Regions from separate parts of the Ovis aries genome. Here region 2 is linked to region 1. A link is a contact called in public Hi-C data. All regions are on one chromosome and are shown on one strand. The core of a region is the stretch at or near the end of the contact, and the rest is flanking DNA. Distances in the headings are between cores, read along the strand shown.

Region 1 (3,134 bases), core at 272-2,771:
CCTTTCCTTCCACACTGAGCTTCCTGTTTCTATGGCAATGAATAGGATGTTTTGCACCAAGAAACACTTTAAATGCCACTGGGGGAAGGTAAGAACCCCACACAGCTCTCTGCCGAGTAGAAAGGTGAAATGAGATGCTAAGAAGAGCTGAGAAGCGGAAAAGCTGGAATAGAGGTGGGAGGAGGGAGGAGGGAACTAGAGAAGCATCTGCGGGGAAAGAAAAATAAAATCAAGGCAGCAGTGTGGCAGGGGAGTCGGGTCCCTCAGAGCTGCAACCATTGCTACCAGAGCATCCATGAGTGCTCGAAATCCACGTGGAAGCTTCATAAGAACCACAGGGGTGGGTGGGGCGGTGGTCAGGCAGCCTTCGCCTGGAAGCAGTTGGGTGGCTGGAGCCAGGACCCAGGAGGCATCCCTAGACAAACTCATTATACAGGGCCCTCTGAAAGGTGACTTCCTGTGTATCTGTAAGGTGTGTGTGTGTGCTCAGCTGTGCTCTACGCTTTGCAACCCCATGGACTGTAGCCCACCAGGCTCCTCTGTCCATGGAATCTTCCAGGCAAGATACTGGAGCAGGTTGCCATTTCCTGCGCCAGAGGCTCTTCCCCACCCAGGGATCGAACCCACATCTCCTGTGTCTCCTGCATTGGCAAGTGGATTGTTTACCACTGAGCCACCTGCAAAGCCCAGCCTGTAAGGTAAAGAGGCTCAAATATTCTACCCTGTGAATGCTCACTGGGCACACATAGGCTGACACAAGGCCACTGGAATCAAGCTCTTCCACCTACAAGGTTAGACCCAAGATTTTGGTTCTAATCAGATGCCCCAGGATGGACTCTGGAAGGTTCTGTCATCTTCCTTTCTTTTATTGCCTTCTCTGATTGTTTAATTGTTTGGGTGGGGTTGTCCCACACGTGCTTATATGAAGGCAGTTATTTATAATAACACAAAATAAAAGGGATACAAAAGAGATCCTGGAAAATTAAAACAGCAGTAGGGAAAAGTTTCTTTCCCTCTTTCCCCTGTTTGACTTTCCCCAATCCATACACAAAAATATATGACCAAAGCAGCATTCTAAGAAACACTTTAGAACAATTAATATTTTCACCTGGCAGAGCTCTAAGTGGCATATCAAGTGGTTCTCACTTTTGGTTTTACTAATTCCTCCACTTGAGCCAAGCCAAATCCAATCAAACTCCATCCAACTTGAGGTTCCTGTTATATAAGGTTTTAAGAGCTATAAGCTGGAATTAAAGGCACAGTAACAGCAAGAGCCAATCAGAGGGAGCCTCAAAATAGCCCGGTCCCCGTGGAAGGCCAAGGCAGATGTATTTGTCCAGCTGCTTGATGGAGAAGGCCCCCAGGCCTCCCACTCACTCACCAGAGGCCCGTAAAAGGCTCACCTACAGCTGCTTGTGAAATTGGTTCCTTGTAAATGAAAGTCGACCAGGAGTCATAGGAGCCTATGGCAGCTGGACAGGGAGGGCTGGGGTGCCAAACAGAGCAGGAAATGGCCGGGGGCCAGGGTAAACAACCGGGGGCGGGAACTGAGGTGAGTATTTGTCCCAGGATAGCTCAGCGAGGTCCTGCTTTCCAAGGGTTTGGCCAGAGCCACCTGGTTTATTTTCAGTTCATCCGGGTATACCCTCATTGACTATGGAGCCTCACATTTGCATGTCTGCTTTAAGAGAGACCCTAACAAGTACACATAATAAAATGTTAATTTATGCCTTCTGCTAGAGTTGGGATTGAGTGTGGCTTGATGCAAACTGCAAAACAGAACAAATCTGGAAATTCTGGCAGGCAGCAGAGGAGGGTGGAGAGAGTGCGCTCCTCTGGGTTTGGAGGGGAGGCCGAGAGGAAGCTTCCTGGCCTGAAGCTCCCTGCAGACCCCAGCTGGGGCTTTCTCCAGCAGCTGGGCCCAGTTTCCCCAGCACAGCTGAGCAAGAGCCTTTCTGTCTCGAGAGCCCCGGGGCCCTGCAATGCAATAGTGACCAGCACTGGGCACAGAGCAGGGCCTTCACAAATCCTGGGGGAATTGATGAATAACACTAGGAATTTTCTGAAAATGAATGCTCCCTCCCATATTTTGGAAAATATCAGGTCTCACTTAGCTCTTTAAGAACTCCACACCCATCTCCACCTTAGAGGAGAAAGCTAGCACACAGTGATGTTCTGAGTTATCCTTAGAAGAAGGGATAACTCAGAAGTCCCCTGTGGGTCTCCAAATGCTTTTGACCCTAGACCAGTGCCCACTGCCTCAGGCCATCTTGTATAAACAACTCTTGCCATTGAGCTTTGCCCAGACAGCCCTATCCTGGTGCCAACCCCATGGCCGACACAAATATATGTCCTAAATTGGCCCTATCCCTAGGAATAAGACAGAAATTTCTTCTATTTATCCCTTTCCCCCATGCTTATTAACATCAAGCTGATACCATGCTCAGTTGCTCAGTCATGTCTCTTTGCAACCCTTTGGACTGTAGCCCTCCAGGCTCCTCTGTCCATGGGATTATCCAGACAAGAATACTGGAGTGGGTTGCCATTTCCTCCTCTAGGGGATCTTCCCGACCCAGGAATTGGACCCATGTCTCCCGTGTCTCCTGCCTTTCAGGCGAATTCTTTACTCGCTGAGCTATCTGGGAAGCCCAAGCTGATATCAGTGCAGGATTAAAATACACCAGCAGAATTCTGGCCAATCACTGTAAACACCTTTGGAGTTCCCTCTCAGGCCTGTGACACTGTTTCCCTGGGAAACACCCCCTCTCCACAAAAGAGAGCCTCAAGTAACTCTTCACCAGGAGCCCTCAACTTCCATCAGATATTGCATCAGAGTTTCAAGCTGGACAATCATATTCTTACTTTAAGTGATTTGGAATTAAAGAAAGCTAGTTAGCATGTAAGTCTGGCTCAGACACATATTTTGGAGCAACGGTGGTCATCTGCAGGGAGACTAGGAACAAGTCAGTCATGGGAGAGGGGAAGAAAATGCAAATATACAAAGTAAAGCAGAGTCAAAAGAAGCCTTCTGACATGTCCTTCCGTTGGGTCCTAAAGATGACATTGCATCTTTATAATAAATTCCTGTTGATTGATCAGTCTAACCCTACTGCTTTCTGATATATGTTACCAAA
Region 2 (3,134 bases), core at 469-2,968, 370 kb before region 1:
ATGCTCTGATCCATATTTATTAGAATCTCAGGACTGCAGGTTTCACTGAGTCTATGGAAGATTAGAAAAGGTAGAGCCCGTGGATGAACTAATCAACCCAAGACGACCTTCTGTCAAGACAAGTCTGACTTTGTTTTTCAAGCAAATATAAAGATAGTTCTAGTGACACCAGTCCATCTTCTGAAAGCTAAAAGGAACAGATAAATACAGCACAGAGCCTTGTCATGTGCTTGAGCCTTGGATGAATGGGGCAGAAGAAAGGAGAACTGGCAGGCAATAGCCATGTTCAGAGGCAGATCCGTTTCAAGAAAGACCTGGAAGTTGAGGAACTGAAAATTGAAACCCCTGAAACACTATGTCCTGGGCAGTCTTGGTGCCCAATTTGGAGAGTGCTGAGAAAAAAATGACTTTAATTCCTCTCAGAACATATCTAACAAGATACAGATTTAAAATGGCATTTCTACACAAAACTCCCGCTGACTGCATTTCTTTGAAGGATCCTCAGCCTTTGGAAGCATCTCAAAACAGTTATCAAGTTCTCTTCATCAAAATGAAGGGTCAACAATAAGAGATTACAATCTCGTTTGTGCAGCGGAACCTCCTGTAGTGGTAGGTCTGGCGACCGGTTTTACTGGGTTCTACATTTTCTCTAGTCCCTAGAACTTCTCACTTTTCTCTGTTCGTACTTGACCATCTTTTACTGTGTGTTTGAGCTCGTCTTAGTCACCTATCACCTTGAAGTTCCTAGGTTCCACCCCATGTCCTTATTGAGTCTTATGCTCAGGCTGATTCTCTGGCCCTTTTAGTGCCAGAAGTTGTAAGCTGTCGAAAAGAAAGGGAACAAACTACAACTTCCAAGGCCATGATGTTGTGCCAACAGAGGAGTTGCTTATGCAAACTACTGTGAACTTTTACACGGTAAGATAGGGAGAAGTGCAGCGATGAGAATACATTTGGAAAATCTTTCTCTTCTAATGTTTCTGAGGACAAAGTTTGGAAGTAAATTAGTGACAAGGGGCAAAAAAACCAGATAAAAGGAAGACAACTTTATTAGGCGATTTCTCTTGTTTCTGAGGAGCTTTCTCTTCTTTGTGAGGAGGACTCTGGTCCTTTCAGAGGAAGCTTCAAGTCATTCGAAGATAGCCAGTGTCTTCCAGCTGCTGCAAATTGATCCCACGGTGGGTGCTCGGGAAAGCATCCTGGGGGTCGAATGGGTCCCAGGCCGCTCCTGATCAAGGTCGTCCGATCCATTTGCTAAGAGGAGAATCTTCCCAAGGCACCTCTTAGAAGCAGGTGTGTGTTCCCCTCCAAAGAGCCCACCACCTGGCTGCGACCCATCTGCACTTGTGCCCCAGCTACCAGGCAACGCTGGGTGCTTCCGAAGGTACTGCTGCGGGGGCAGCGGGGCCTTTGAGACGCAGTCACTGGGGAAGAATCGAGGACGCGGCTAGATGCCGGCGGCACGCGCGCAGACGCCGACGCACCCACAAACACACGCGGGTTCCGGGTGCGGGGAGGACGGGGGAGGGGAGGGGGGCGGCCTTACCAGATCAATGAACGTCAGGAATTTCCAGCTCCCTCCGTAGGTCTGATGCGAGGGCATTTCGATGGCCTTGTAGTTGCACAGGATAGAGCAGTAGGACAGCAGGATGGCCACCCGCAGCACCTGGCAGGGGACAAGCGCCATGTTCGCCAAAGGCCTGGGCGGCGGGGAGGACGGCGCCGGGCGCGGGCGGGCGCCGTGGGAACCCCGGGCGGGGCGGGGCGGGAGGAGGCGGGGCGCGCCCCGCGGGACCGGCGCGAGCGCGAGCGCGCGGGCGACCGCCCGGGCGGGGCGGCGTGTGCGGGCTCCGGCGGCGGCCGGGTGGGCGGCGTGGCGTCAGCTCTTTCGTCATCTCCGTCATTCTGCTGCTGCCTTCGCCAGCCCTGGAGACCTGGCCGGGGACACCCCTTCGGAGTCCCAGGAGCGGGTGGGCGGCCTCCGAGGGCGGCCGGGGCTCGAGGAGCGCGCATGGGGCTCCGGGAACCGCGGCCCGCGGCGTCTGCCGGGCGAAGACGGAGCGCGGCCCGGGCTGGGCGGGCGCGGGGCCGGGCACCGGGGCCTGGAAACCCGCTCGGAAGGAGGGGACCCCAGTGTGGACCAACGGTCCAGCTCGAGGACTTGCTGGCCGAGTGGCACCGTCGGAGGCGTGCACGTGGGGTGTAAACCGCGCATCCCACCCGCCTCCTGTGACTTGCTTGCGTTTGGACCCAGTTGGAATTTTAATGCTAGACTACCGTTAATCATTATGAAATTCCCTTGTTAATTCTATTCCAGCGGGCAGACTGCCCTGCACTTTTCCACTGAAGGTTTATATTAATAAATATCCTATCGATATATAACAAGACAGACTGGACAAAAAGTTTATAAATAAAATGTTATAAAGCAAGCATTGTCAGACAACAGTTCTATGCATTAAGGGCAAATTATACTGAGTCTAGATGTAAAATTCCTGTATGTAATTTAATACTAATCTTTTGAGAGTTAAACTGGTTTTGCCCCCCCTTTTTTTTTTTATGCTACAATGCCAGATCTTAATAGAAGGAAAATAAATATAAACTGGATTCCCTCTGCCTTCCAGTAAATGCTGTCACACTGAAGTTGCTTCAGTCTGTGGGCAGCGTCACATTTCAGCTAACCAGATGCAGCATCAGATTATGAAAAGACAACATAGGTATTTCCTGTTGGTACATTTAAAACAGGTGTCCTCTGCAAATAGTCTCCGAGTCAGAAAATGTGGAGTCAGAGCAGGATGAGCAGAGTGCCGGAGGTAAAGTAGCAACTCATGAATGTTTTCCTGAATTTTTCCACCCAAGCTCTTAACCCAGAGAAAACCAGTATATATTTTCTAATTGGCCTTATAATTATGCTAATAGAAATTATAGTGTTCCCCAAATCAAGATAATTCCAAGAAGATTCTACTAGCATAAAACTATTAATTACTGACAAAGCCTGATTTTATCTTCATGTAGAAGTTGGGTGCATTTTTTAAAACGTGTGTGTCCAATGCTCCATGGTCATAAAATTGCAAAATTAAAAAGCAGATCTACTGAAAATCTAAGTAAGTCCCTAATAAAGATTTTTAATCACTATA

The links. A called contact is a pair of places that touch in the nucleus more often than the background predicts.
Region 2: a Hi-C map of muscle shows a contact between it and region 1, with 4 times the contacts expected there. The contact joins the promoter of AIG1 here to the enhancer-like site in region 1. A contact is called at or near these places in 5 of 16 Hi-C or Micro-C datasets (hypothalamus, liver, muscle and 2 more).

Annotation. Positions count from the first base shown.
Region 1 is chr8:67,337,233-67,340,366 of ARS-UI_Ramb_v3.0, reverse strand. No RefSeq gene overlaps it. Among named protein-coding and RNA genes, the nearest start is that of TRNAF-GAA, 260 kb to the right of the region's middle. Within about 2 kb of position 1,521, at least 7 of the 54 cell types and tissues checked have an H3K27ac peak or open chromatin away from gene starts, as enhancers often do. A contact at or near this core is called in muscle, where this site is marked.
Region 2 is chr8:67,706,685-67,709,818 of ARS-UI_Ramb_v3.0, reverse strand. It overlaps AIG1 (androgen induced 1), which reads right to left and starts at 1,718. Exons shown (of 5, transcript XM_060419759.1): 1 at 1,547-1,718. The coding sequence starts at 1,687.